2 separate regions of the Mus musculus genome follow, and region 1 is linked to region 2. A link is a contact called in public ChIA-PET data. All regions are on one chromosome and are shown on one strand. The core of a region is the stretch at or near the end of the contact, and the rest is flanking DNA. Distances in the headings are between cores, read along the strand shown.

Region 1 (7,107 bases), core at 4,571-7,070, 98 kb after region 2:
ATGGATCCTCCCCCATTCCTCCCTTCCCTTCACCTTTGATTCTTGTTTTGTTTTTTGGCTTTATTTATTTATTTATTTTCTTTTGGGGGAGAGGTTGTAAGGTGGAGGGCAGAGAAAAAAGGGACAGGAGGATGAGTGGGATTGGGTGCATGATGTGAATTTCACAAAGAACCAATAAAAAGTAAAACAAACAAAAAACCCAAACACTATAGAAAAAGGATGGATAAAAAAAATTCTGCTATATCAACAATTAGAAATTCTTTTCTTTGCAAAAATTCTCCCTCCCACACACATAAAAATAGATCCCATAACCTTTTTGTGCAGTATGCTTCAATCCAAAGTAATAAAGTAAATTTCAACTGTGAAGTTAGTTGAACTGTTTATTAATAATACTATGTTATATGGGTTATATAATAAATTGTGAAATTTAACTCCTCAACACTCTTAAAAAAGTTGAGATGTTTGCATGGCAAAGAGCGGCTAAGAGGGCAGTTAGTCAGGGCAGCAGGCTTCAGTTGGAGTACAGGTTAGAGAGCTGCCTTAGTCTTTCTGCACTGTCAGCAGAGTCTGTATCTGGCACGGGCTGAGTGCCCTGGTTTATGGATGGTAGGCCATCCTTTTCTTGTGTCCTCTATGATTGAAAGGGTGCAAGGAATCTCTCTGGGGTCTTTTTTTTTTTAAGATTTATTTCTTTATTATATATGAGTACACTGTAGCTCTCTTCAGACACTCCAGAAGAGGGAGTCAGATCTCATTATGGATGGTTGTGAGCCACCATTTGGTTGCTGGGAATTGAACTCAGGACCTTCAGAAGAACAGTCAGTGCTCTTAACACCTGAGCCATCTCGCCAGCCCCTCTGGGGTCTTTTAGAAGGGAACCAGTCACTTTTACAAAGGCTTTGTCCTCATGACTTAAAAATTATCTCCCGCTGGGCGTTTTCTCTGTAGGTCCCGTGCTGGGCAGCCTGTTGGTTGCTATAAAGTTCAGTGGAATCCTTACAGCTTTTGGTATAGATGAATAAACTTTTCCTTTTTTTAAAGTTATGAAATAGAATTGATAGAATGCATATTAGCTGGTAATTTAACTCTGAGAAAAGCTTTGAAATATCCATGACTACAGCTGTGTTAAGTTTTTAAAATTTGTTTCTACAAATCTTAAAATTATTGCATTAAGTTTATATATTAAAAGTGGAAAAGTTCATGACATTAGACAATAATTTTAAGAGTCTTTATAAATAAAGCTTACATTTACTATAAAAAAAAGTAAAGAAGTATCTAGCCTTGTAAGGATTTTTTTATTGTATCATTTTATGTTTCTTTTTCTTTTTTCTTTTCTTTTCTTTTCTTTTCTTTTCTTTTCTTTTCTTTTTTTTTGGTTTTTCGAGACAGGGTTTCTCTGTGTAGCAGTGGCTGTCCTGAACTCACTCTGTAAACCAGGTTGACCTTGAACTCAGAGATCCCCCTCTCTGCCTTCCAAGTGCTGGTAGCATGGGTGTGCCCCACAACCACCTGAGATCTGTATGAGTTTGAGGCTAGTTTGCTCTACATTGAGAGTTCCAGGCCAGCTACAGTTACATGCATAGTAAGATCTTATCTCAAACAAGTAACAAAATGTATTTTTAGAAGACCCTAAAGTATAAAATGTCTTATGGTCTGATGTATGTTTGTGCTTGAGCATGTGGAAGCCAGTGGGGCCAGCAAATACCTCGCCTTTTAAAAAGAGTAATAGTTTAATAATTTTTCTGGGATTTATAGTGTCTTTTGAGCATGTGGTCTCAGCTCCTCCTGTATCTATCCCCTCCCCATTTTCACATTCCTCCATCTTATTTTTGAGGCATACTTTCTTATTTAATCTGGAGCTTGCCAGTCTATAAAGTGCCTAAACCGTAAACTTTCATGTAAAATTAGTAATCCTAGATTCACACTAAGATGGACATTTCTGTATGTATTTGTGTTCACTTGGAGAGTATGTCCATGCAGACACACACATGCACACATGTGATCCTAGAGAACTTCTCTATGCAGCTGGCTCTTCTCTCTCACTTTGTTGAGAGAGTCTGTCTTAGTTCTCCTTGCTGGACTGTACGCTGCAGACTTAGCTGGCCCATGGGCTTCGGATGACTCGGCTGTTTCCACCAATCATCTCAGCACAGAAGTGAGACACAGGGATCAATCACACATGCTTGTTTGTTTGTTTGTGTGTACACGCTTACAGGCACAGCATGCGTGGGGAGGTTAAAGGTCAGACAAATTTAGGCGTGAATTTTTTTTCCCACTATGTGGGTCTCAGGAATTGAACTTAGATTGTCCGGCTTGGCTCTTCTTGACTTTTGAAATATGACATGAAAATGGTGGGAGCAAACAAAGCAAACACATAGTCTTTTGTTTTCATTTTAAGGTAGGAAAGGACTTGGATTTTGGATTCAAATAGGTTTCGGTTGTATAGACTCTTATGCTTCCTGCATGTCTTGAACAAGCTGATAGTAGTGTTGGGCCTTATTTTACCAATTGTTAGGTAGCTATAGAGATGAGGGCTTTTTGTTTGTATTTTTTTTAAAAAAAGATTTATTTATTTATTTTATGTATATGAGTACACTGTAGCTGTCCTCAAACACACCAGAAGGGGGCATCAGATCCCATTACAGATGTTTGTGAGCCACCATGTGGGTGCTGGGAATTGAACTCAGGACCTCTGGAAGAAAGTCCATGTTCTTTACTGCTGAGCCATCTCTCCAGCCCTTGTTTTGTTTGTTTGTTTGTTTGTTTTTAGACAGGATCTTTCTGTATATATTTGGCTGGCCTGGAATTCAAATAGACCAAGGCTGGCCTTGAACTCCTAGAAACCCATGTGCCTCTGCTTCTGTAGTGCTGGGGTTAAAGCTGTGCACTACTATGCTCGGCCTTGTCTTCTTTTGTTTCTTGTTTTGTTGAGCTTTAGTTTTATATAATAACGGGGTAATTTTTAGGTCACAATTCAAGGTATAGCCCATCGTGATAGGAAACGGAAGAGGCTTGGGCTTACAGCTGCATGCTCTCGTTTCTCTGAAGTTGAATTGCTAAGTTTTTTTTTTTTAAAGATTTATTTATTATATGTAAGTACAATGTAGCTGCCTTCAGACACTCCGTAAGAGGGAGTCAGATCTTATTACAGAAGGTTATGAGTCACCATATGGTTGCTGGGATTTGAACTCAGGACCTTCAGAATAGCAGTCAGTAACCACTGAGCCATCTCTCCAGCCCCGAATTGCTAAGTCTTATGAAAGATAAATTCTGTGTTTAACAGAAGTCTGGTAAATACTTCTTATTTTATTTATGCTGTTTGTTTTGAAATAGGTAGGTTCTAGCTATGTAGCTTGCATGGAATTTGCCCCTCAGTTGGACTCGATGTAGTCTGCTTGCTTCTGCCTCTCAAGTGCTGGGATTCCACGTGTACGCCACTATGCCTGGGATATAAGTGCTCCTTTCAGAAGTTCAGAACTACTCTTTGTGACAGATTGCACATCAACATTTTTATGCATATACAAGTCTGAGTTTTGAAATGTGAAATACCATTTTCCTCAGAAAACGTTGAAATAAAAGATACTTGGGTCACCAGCCTATCCCACCAAAACCTATTAGTCACACAGGTAACTGTTAGGCTGTCTAGAGCTGCAGTGGCCACAGACAGCCTGTTACTGGTCTCTTTGGTTTTCAGTCTATCACCAGCTTAGCTATAAGGCCTTGCTTGTTGATTTCGGCTTGATGAGCCCAGTTCTTCCCTCACACATGATCAGCGTGTGCTGCCGCTCAGCTTCAGCTCCAGGAGGAAGTGGGTTGGGGGTTAAAGCCTTGGACTTGTGTTTTTGGAACAAGGTCTCACTGTATAGCTGAGAGAGGCTCAAATTTTCCATCCTTCTGCTTTAGTCTCCAAAATGTTGGCACTGAATTAAAGTCTTACAACTTTAGGCCACATCTCGTGTTTTCATGTTTACTGATAGTGGCAGGCAGGCTCTTCAGGTCTTTTGGGTGCTTGGGGTTTATAAAAACTAGAATAGAGACTGGGAACAATTAGACAAAGTGCCAGGGGTATGTGGCAACCAAGAAGAAATCGAAGCCGTCCTACCTAAGCAGTGTGACTATGGAGCTAGTTCCTTGACTATAAGAAGAGGAGAGGATTAGAAAACTCAGGGTAGAGTAGGGGACATGGCTCCAGTCAGTGGCTGTGTTAAGTGTTTAGACCAGTGGACAAGGTGGTCTAAACAAAGAAAGCCCACAGTTAGAGTGTTGACACAAAAATACACATGCTAGCAGAAAACTTAGCATGATTACGAGAAAGGAATTTTCTCCAGCAGCAGTGCGTTGTCATAAAGACACAGTCTCACTCACTGTTTCTGTTTGTGTTCTGGTGATAAAAGGTGCTCGCATAAATTGCAGTTAGAGCAATTCACAGTCAGGATGAGACAGAGTTTTAGCAGATACCAACAGGATTTAGATTGCACTTGGAAAGCATGCAGCATAAATTTCAGTTTTATAAGTCTCTTGGCATACTGATCAGGTCTGGTCATCTAGAAGTTTGACTCTGTTGTTTTTCTTAGAAGAATGTTTTAATTGATTAGAAATTCTACACCTTGTAGATTATAGTGATACATAATTTTTTGAGGGGGTGGATGATCTACTTTCTGGTAAGTTTGCCAAGCCATTTTATATGTCTTATATATTAAAAAACAAACCAGAGACATAAGCCTATATTTCCTTGTGGTTTCAGTCTTGAGATGTTTCCAACATGGGTTCATTTGAGTGTTTTCTTGTTGAGCTTTAAAAAGTTATCCCCATTCCCACCCCATACTGTATCTGTTTTGTTTGTGTTGGACGTTGAACTTGGGTTCCCTGCAATGCAAGATAGGCATGTGGCCAATCACTGAACTATACACCCAGTCCCAGGATTCTTCAAAGTTGAGGTTTTTACATGTAATGATCTTATCATGTTATCAAATTAAATATATTTTAATACTTTTATGGCATTCTTGTTTGTCTTTGTCAATTTTTGTGTTTTATGTCTTTGTTATGCCGAGCACTGCCTATTTTATTATATTCCTGGGAGTCTTAAAGTGTCTTTTGTTCTCAGTACATTGAGAAGGGGGCACAGAGAGGGCTGGTCAGATTCATTTGGAATGTTAGACCCTTTTCCAGCATTATTTACTTTGATGACTTCTTTGAATTTTGTTGTCTAAAATAATAAGCACAATTAACTTGAGATGACTTTAAAAGAGTTGCTCTATCAGTTTCTTTTGACATATGCACATCCTAATGTGCTGTAGTCTCAGTGTGAACAAAAAGTAGCATGCTAAAAATAGGTTTTCAGCGTTTGGACAGGTTAAGTTTGTAATGGCTAAGATAAACATTTAAAAATATATAGTGAAAATTTCCTTCCTTTTCCACACCACCAGATGAACTCTAAGTTGGTATCTTAAGTCTCTACTACCATTTTAAAATTGCTATATTCCCAATGACTGTTTTGCATAGAACATAACTGTGCAAATGATTTAAGAAAAGGATAGTACAGATTTTTCAAAGTAAAGTCCTCTGATGTGAAAGGTCCATTGGTTTTATTACACTTGAACTTGCAGTAAGAGGTGCTTTCCTGGGATGGAACTAACATGTCGGTACACATGAAAGTGCCTCTCTTTATCCCAAATCTGTGATTCCAGTAAGGAAGGCCAGGGCTACCAAACATTCCCAGTGCAGTCCTGGTCTGACTGAGGGGCGGACATGGTGCTGGCAAACCGCTGATACTTGGGTTTCCCTTGCTGAGTTTTTATTATTTCTCCCATAGCAACCACAGTGCATGTTCTCAAGGGTGAGCAGGACCACATCCTGCTACATTCATGCATCAGGGCCTTGCCCAGCCATCGTCAGAGACACTTCTTCCTTCAGTAAATGGGAAACAGAGACCATAAGTGAACAGTGTGCAGAGTGGGAGACCTTGGAACACTCTACTAAATGGGATGTCTTCATCATCCCCTCCCCTCATGGCTCAGGGGATCCTTCAGAGCAGGCAGAAAGAGTGTAAGAGCCAGAGGGGATGGAGACCACCAAAGAAACAAGGGCTTCTAAACACAGAACGACTGAAGCACTCATGAACTCACAGAGACTGGCAGCATGCACCGGGCTTGCACAGGTCTGGGTCTGATGGGATCCCAGTGCTGGGAGAGGAAGTGGACCCACCCCCATCCCCAATCCAGAAGTTATCTCCAGATGAAAACTGCTCGCTCACAAGTGAAAAACAGTTTCTTCAATGCAGTCTTCACTGGGTGTACATTCTCTTAAGGCCATGCACATAAACTGAACTCAGTGGTATTTTATAAGTTGTCTTCCCCGCCCCTATGCCCGCGTCTGTTTGGGCAGTTTTTCCTTACTCTGCAGGCATTTTGTTTATATATTATTGTTTCAGATTTTATCTTTTCTAGGGGATTTTTCTGTACCAATGTGTATACCTCTGCACCTATATCTATTTCTTATACTTTTTCTTTGTGGGGAGGATCTTGTAGGAGTCGGGAGGGGGAAACCATAATCAGAATATATTTATGAAAAAAAATCTTTTCAATTAAAAAAGAAATAAAAGTAGAAGCAATAAGATTCAATAAGAAAAATCTATCATAAATAATCAGAAAAATATTAAACTCACAGTAGGGATTTTTAAAAACATATGACATCAGTAATAATAGTAAGTGTTTTCAATGGAATAAAATACTGGAACTGTTTATAGCACTAGTAAATTGTAAATTATATTGTATCACCGAGTAAAACAGTTTGTTTATCTAGCAGTGATACAGTTCTGCATTTAGAGCCTTTAAAAATATTAAATTATTAATTATATACAAGTTTATATGTGTATTTTTGAGTCACTGTTAGTGTTATGATAAAACAGTTTACATAATATATAATATTAATTTGTGACTGTCACCACTCTGTAGCTGACTGAAAAAAAAAAACCTCATTTTACCCCCCAGGTTCTTACTGAATTTAAATGTCTGTGAAAGCTTATCTGTATGCTGCTAATAGTTTTAGCCTATATTTGATTTCTGAATTTTGGCTTTTTTCTCTCATTGCATAGGCACTTGTTCTCAC
Region 2 (7,106 bases), core at 2,860-5,359:
CAACTTCAAATGTATTTATTCTGTGAGGTTAAGTGGATTCTAAAGCCTTCATTCTCCCCTTCATCCAGCTACGTTACCCACGCCATACTCTTCTCCAATCAAGTAGCTTTAAAAAAACTAAGCTGCATTAGCCAAGATGGATCAGCAGTTAAGAGAAATTCCAGATTCAGGCCTGGTGGCACATGGTCCTAGCACTCAGGGTGCAGAAGCAAAGGGATCCCCATGACCTTAAGGGTCCTGGAGCTCCATTTATATAAACAAACCAGGCTGACCTTACAAATCAGCAACAACCCTGTGTGAATCTGTTGCTGTGCTCTAGTGCTTACAGGCCCTGACCAGCCTGGACTTGCTTACTATGTAGACAAGGCTAACTTCAATCTTCCTGCCTCTGCCTCACGAATTCGGGGATTAAGAGCTTGTGTCATAACACAGCCAGAAACGCATTCTTAAAAGGTCCTTCATGCTCCCTTATAATCCATTCCTCCCTTTATAAGGCCTCTAATCCACAACTGACCAGTCTTGTCAGTCTGCATTTCCTAGGTTTACAGAAATGAAATCTTACAGCATGCATGCTCCTCAGGCCTCTTTTCTCAGCATATCTGCTTACATTAGTGCTCGTGTGGGGCACAGAACAAGGCTTCACTTACTGCTGGGCAGCATTCTGTTATATGGTTATACAACTATCCATTTGTTTTTCCATTTCTGGGTTCAAGATCTCACTATGTAGCACCTGAGTGGCTTGAAACTCACTTGTACACAAGCATGGCCCCTGCCCCCTCACCCCCACCCCTCCCAGTGCCAGGATTAAGTGTGCCATCAATTCCTAACGACCTCCCTCCCCATTAGTAGATTTGCAGTTTGGGGACTAACACAAAACTGCCATTAAAATTCTCAAGTCGATATAATCAATTAGATCTTAAAACTACCAGGCCTGGTAACCTTGTGAAGATGTGGAAAGCAATGGCTATTTCTTTTTTTTTTTCCTTTTTTTTTTATTAGGTATTTTCCTCATTTACATTTCCCATGTTATCCCAAAAGTCCCCCATACCCCCCCCCCATTCCCACTTTTTGGCCCTGGTGGTGTTCCCCTGTACTGGGGCATATAAAGTTTGCAAGTCCAATGGGCCGCTCTTTCCAGTGATGGCCGACTAGGCCATCTTTTGATACATATACAGCTAGAGTCAAGAGCTCCGGGGTACTGGTTAGTTCATAATGTTGTTCCACTTATAGGGTTGCAGATCCCTTTAGCTCCTTGGGTATTTTCTCTAGCTCATCCATTGGGGGCCCTGTGATCCATCCAATAGCTGACTGTGAGCATCCACTTATGTGTTTGCTAGGCCCCGGGCAATGGCTATTTCTAAAGTTACCCTTTGACTCTCTTCTGTAGGCTTATGTTGAATAGGCTTCAAACATAGTTTCTTTAACTGCCCATCTGTCTTTAGACAGGGTTTCTCTGTATAGCCCTGGCTGTCCTGGAACTCACTCCTGTAGACCGGGATGGCCTCGAACTTAGGAATCGGCCTGCCTCTGCCTCCCGAGTGCTGGGATTAAAGGTGTGCACCACCACTGCCCAGCATTAGAATTGCTTCCTGACAGCTTTAATACCTAGTGTTTTTATATTACTGTTATTTTCCCCAGCCTTGACTGCTGTTAATACTATAAATATCAGTTTATTTCATCTTATTAGCCCATGGTTATTCTTTCCATTTCAGGAAAGATGCAGGTCCCCTACAAACCTCCCTGTTAGCACTGACTCGTGATTTATCCACCTGCTGTCTCTCAGACACTTATTTAAAGTTCATAACAACCAGTGCACCCTCAGCTGGATGGCCACTGAAAAAGCACTGAATTTTTTTCAGTTCTTTCGAACAGATTTCAGCTCTACTTGATATATAACAGTCACACACACACACACAAATCAGTTTCTGGTTACACAAAGTAAAGGTTTTTAAACATTTAATAAAAGCACAGGTCGGTGGCAAAGCAGAGGCAAGTGGATCAGGTCAGCCATGGCTACACAGAAAAGTCCTGTGTAGAAAAAAAATAGCCTACCTTTTTAAAAAGGCCCATCTTTCCTCTACTCAGGAGCCACTTTAATCAATATATTTTAGCATTAATATATATTATTATTTTAGCCTATGGCTATTTTGCCTATACGTGCCCCACAGATGTGCAGGGTCCTCAGGAGTCAGAAGTGGGCGTCAGATCCCCCGGAATCGGAGTTAGATGGTTGTGAGCTGCAATGTGGGTGCTGAGAATTAAATCCGGGTCCCCTGGACAACTAACTATCTAGTATCTAGGACCCTTAACCTCTGATCTATTTTTAGAATCCCACTCTGGTACTTCCAACTAAGTTGAGAACGAAAATCTTCTCTTTATCAACAAGAAATGTTTTTTGTAATTTCCTTGCGTACCCCTCTTTCAGGTCGTACCAAGATTTTCTAGGAAATAATCCTGGAAGCACCAGCTTTCCGAGACGCCTATCACAATCAGCTTTCCATATCTGTAAAAGAGGTAAGCTTCTCTATGCTTACTATGAGAAAACGTCAAGGGTTTGTAACTGAAAATGGCACACACTTCACATGAGGATCGAAAACTGAGACCTTAGCACTTCGGGTACATTTTTTTCCCTACAATGGAAACGTCTGCAGCAACTAGTAGGAACTGCGTTTCCCAGTGTGCCTTAAAGTCTCGGCAGCACGTGGCCGCTGGGATTCTCTTCTCGCTTTTTGTCAGAGGACGGTTGCACCGCGCAGCCAACATTCCTAAAACGCCCATTGGTCCACACCCTGGGGCCAGGCTCCGGAGGGGCCCAGGAGCTCATTGGTCCGCCTCTCAATGAACCGGACCACGCCGGTTCCTCCGCCACTCTAGTCCCATTAGTGCGCTTCGGAGCACGGCGGAGCCCGGGTACCGGCCACCAAAGCGGGAGGCTGGTGTCACCGCCGCCGGGTCCATGCATCCTCAGTGTCATCCGCGCTTCAATGCTCGACTCTCCCAGCGAGGTCACTAGCAACTCTCCGCACCACCTCCCGTGTCGGGTGTGAGCAGGGGGCCCGCAGGTCTCCTTTGCTCCAGCTTAAGGCATTAAGTAAAATAGATCTTCGGGCTGACAGGCTTGTACCCCGGGAAGCAGGCAAACCCTCCAGCACCCCGCTGCGCTCTCCCGGACTTCGCCTCCGTAACAGGTTACACAGCCCAAGGTCAGGAGCCTCCCGGGCAAAGCCCGCGGAGGGTCCCGAGGCGCCCCGCTCTGCTGCAGGGCACGTCCGGGCGTCGGCGGGGCCCGGCACTGCGACACGGCCGCTCCCGCCCAATCCCGCCGCCCGAGCGAGCGCCACGCGCGGCCGCCTACCCCGCGGCGGGAGGCCTGCTGGTCGCCCCGCGGCCCAGGCCCACCCAGCTCGTGCTCCGCCCGCCCCTCACCCAGCCACACCTGCCGGAGGGCCGCGTGCCCCCCGCCGGAGCCCGTCAGCCCAGCCCCGCCGTCCGCCGGGGACGTTACCTGAGCACGCGGCCGCGCCGGCCTCCTCCCCTCCCCCAGGCGGCGCAGGCGGCCCCGCAACGGCGGCGGGAGAAGCCAGTTCCCGCCCGCCGACCTGGCCCCACCTGAGGCCGCGACTCGTGCCTCGCAGTCGGCGGCGAGCCGCCCTCAGGCCCAGGCACCCACCTTGGGATGGTACGAAGATCCCCAGATCCCTGGCTTGCGTCGGACTGCTGTCTGGAAAACCAGACCTCCAGCAGTTTCTCCGTCCCTTCGAAAAAATGTGCAGCTTCCATCACCGTGAGACTAGCGAACAACCAACAACCACAGAAAATCAACTAAATTAAATCTCTTCTCCCGCCGCTCCTGCCGCCGCTGCGGATTGTTCCAGCTGTGTTACTAAAGTTCAGGTTCCTTTTTTTTTTTTTTTTGCTATAATTTTATATTAACTTTTTTTTAAAAAAAGGACTAATAAAATTTTCCCGGCTATTTTCGTGAGCGAAAGTTGAACGTGAGTCTGTTGGAAATAGAGGCAGATACAGTTCAGTCTCTTGTAGTCCGCTGCTTTCCCGTTAGGAGAGTTGAGCGAGCGCTAGCTAATGTCGCCGGCCATACTGTGTAAGCGAGGGTTCTGCGTGAGCGCAGACCTTATATAAGCATCCTCCCCGACAGGCCAGGAAGTGACGCCATCGCCCCGCCCTCAGGGCCTCATAGGGACCGCTTCGTGTCAGTCAAACGTCGCCGAACGCCGGCTGGCTGGCGGTGGGCCCACGGGGAGTGCAGGGGACTACCAGCTTGGTTGCAGATGGAGCTGCCGCTGTCCCTTGAGCGGGAGACCGCTCTGTTGTCCGGCTGGGGACTTGGGAATCTGGGATTACTTGTGGAGCTGGTGGGGAGAGCGGGAGACAGGCGAGGCTGTCCCACGCTGCACACAGCTGGTTAGCAGAAAACAGGAGGGAGTCTGGAGGGGTGTCGCGGGGCTCGGCGGGGGCGGTGGCCACTGCTGGGTTGGCGTAGTGCTTTGATCCTGTGCGGTTTCTCGTTTCAAGCCGAGGTGGTTTTTGGCTTTTTAAAAAAAATTTTTTTAAACCATTTTTTCACGTGTTTCCACGAGACGAACGCAGCCTAGGCAATAAAATTGTCAGTGACGTACGTGTGGCCCGGGGTCGGATTGGAATGCGCTTTAATTCTGCTTGTGCTTTATCTGATGTGGGAATGAAGGCAGTTCTCCACGGGTTTACACAATAGCCAGAAGCGTCGTCTTCCTATTTCAAAAGAGAAAAGAGAAAAGCAACGTGGCGCCCAGCCTTGGAGGGCTCCGGCGCTATCTACCCCCCACCGTGTGCCTAGCCTAGCTTAGGAGTTGGCCGCCTTCCAGCAGACACCTATCAACCCGTACTCCATTAGGTCAACTGGTGGATATTTAGTTTGCAAAACTTCCTAGGAACTAGCTTTATTAAGTATAATACGAGGTTATTTGATATTTTTCTTAGGCTATTCTTAAAGGGGTGAACTAATTGAAAGTATTCCTCACAACCACCAGTACCACGCAAATTTACAAATTTGCCTAAAATTGCCTAAATGCCTAAAAAGGATCTTCGCGAGTATATAATAATAATGTAAATGGGTAGCAAAGAGTTTTCACTAATGATAATCTAAAGTATAAATTAGGGGTCAAATCCAAGTAGGATTTTGTTTTGTTTTTTTTTTCTTCTGCTATCTTCCTTTATTTATATTTGCAGTATGAAACACAAGCTCTGCACACATACTTGCACACTCACACCAGCCTGGGGGAGGGAGCTGGGACAAGGCCACTTTCTTTCTTTCTTTTTTTTTTTTTAATCTTAAGAAGCAAAAGATGTTAACAAAGTTATTAGTTACTTGGAAACACTGGGGGAAAGTCACCAAGCTCATAAAATTAAAAATGATTATAGTCACAAGACAAAGGGACCGTCTCCTATTATCCCTAGAGAAATCCACTGCAACTGTTGAAATTTGATTCATACATACCCTGAAGACGAGCTCTTGTCTTACAAGAGCATGGATTCACATGTCTCTATGAAATTTGTTGAGAAAGAACCCGTGTGATGAGGTAGATACGTATATTGCTTTTGCCATGTTTTTAAAAGCATCCAACTCAAACTAGGGATAAGGACAAAATTTAATAAATGCTACTTAGTCTATTATAATAGTAATTCAAGGAGGATGCGGTTATACTTGGAATAAAGATTAAAGGAATATTTCCGTGTTTTACAAGCTATTCAATTATTTGATGGTTGCTTATTGAAAAGAAGACTGCCTGCAAACCACCTCAAACATTAATTGTGGTATAAATATAATTTGGCTTGTAATTATTTATAATTAGTTGCTTTTTCAATTACTATTATGCTTTTTCCCAACCTAATTTAAGTTAACAAAAGTGCCAGGAATCTTGGCAAGGTAAATTATTGTTAAATACAGACTAACTTAACTAGCGTCAATGAATTGCGTTGTTTCTTTGTAAAATGTATAGTTTTTCTTAAGGACTATTATATGGAAGCTCAAATTAGTTGTACTTTTAGCTGAGGTAGTTAATTTTTGCTTAAATATTTCACAAACTTAGTATGTCCAAAGTTATTTATCGTCATTCCTAAACTAATCTCTCATCTCTATCTTTCAGTGACGAGAGAGAGAGAGAGAGAGAGAGAGAGAGAGAGAGAGAGAGGGTGCTCAGTTGTTAAGAGCAGTTGTTGCTCACATGCTGGCTTTTGACCATCTGTAATTCTAGGTCCAGGGCATGTTCCACCCTCTTCTGACTTCTATGGACACCAGCAAGCTTTAGCTGTACATCGTATATGCAGACAAACCCTCATACCCATAAAATAAAAACAAAGTTCCTTTTAGAGGTGCTTATTTAGCAGGCTGCTGTGGTGGCACAGGTCTTTAGTCCCTGTACTCAGAAGGTAAAGGCAGGTGGATCTCTGTGACTTTGAAGCCAGCCTGGTCTACAGAAGAATTCCAGGATAACAAGGGCTACACAGAGAAACCCTGTCTTGAAAAACCAAAACAACCAAAATCAACCAAACAAAAAGAAGTACTTATTCAATGAAGCATTTTGCCTACACACACACACACACACACACACACACACACACACACACACACACACACACACCTTCTAAAAGACTCCTATCTGCTTTTTAAAATTTTTGTCCTAAAAATTAACACAAGGACCTGAACTATGTAGCCCTGGCTGATATTGAACTTGGGACCCCTCTGCTCCTGTTTTTCATGCCAGGGTCATAGCTAATCATTTTCTTTTGTAGACAGTCTATTGGGACATTGGAAAGAAGCTGGGGATTGCGCCCAGGGTTTCCATAAGCTAAACATATGCTGTACCACTGAGTGTGTGTGTGTGTGTGTGTGTGTGTGTGTGTGTGTACATGCATGTCCTCACCTTGCATGTGGAAATCAGACGACAACTTTGGGAACTTGGTCCTCTTCTTTCATCACAGAAGTCCCAGAGATCACACTGAGGTCATCAGACTTGGTGGCACCTTTACCACTGGATCATATTCCTGGCAGTGCAGTCCCCAATCCTAAAACTCCTTCTCTTACTCCACCCTCTTCTCCCTCACATTCA

Evidence for each region. ChIA-PET counts read pairs in DNA pulled down with a chosen protein or histone mark.
Region 1: a contact with region 2 is called in an RNA polymerase II ChIA-PET map of effector CD8 T cells, with 122 read pairs. The contact joins the enhancer-like site here to the promoter of Amd1 in region 2. A contact is called at or near these places in 9 of 39 promoter capture datasets (the 3T3-L1 cell line, 3T3-L1-derived adipocytes, the C10 cell line and 6 more), 1 of 15 datasets of contacts at CTCF or cohesin (the NIH/3T3 cell line), 1 of 484 Hi-C or Micro-C datasets (the HL-1 cell line), 8 of 115 datasets of contacts at active chromatin or transcription factors (the SCID.adh cell line, bone marrow-derived macrophages, effector CD8 T cells and 2 more) and 2 of 9 other capture datasets (adipose tissue and liver).

Annotation. Positions count from the first base shown.
Region 1 is chr10:40,394,656-40,401,762 of GRCm38.p6, forward strand. The region is part of intron 2 of Cdk19 (cyclin-dependent kinase 19); the gene reads left to right. Among named protein-coding and RNA genes, the nearest start is that of Cdk19, 49 kb to the left of the region's middle. Within about 2 kb of position 5,821, at least 20 of the 459 cell types and tissues checked have an H3K27ac peak or open chromatin away from gene starts, as enhancers often do. A contact at or near this core is called in effector CD8 T cells, where this site is marked.
Region 2 is chr10:40,298,079-40,305,184 of GRCm38.p6, forward strand. Amd1 (S-adenosylmethionine decarboxylase 1) reads right to left here and starts at 4,110. Exons shown (of 8, transcript NM_009665.5): 1 at 3,671-4,110. The coding sequence starts at 3,780.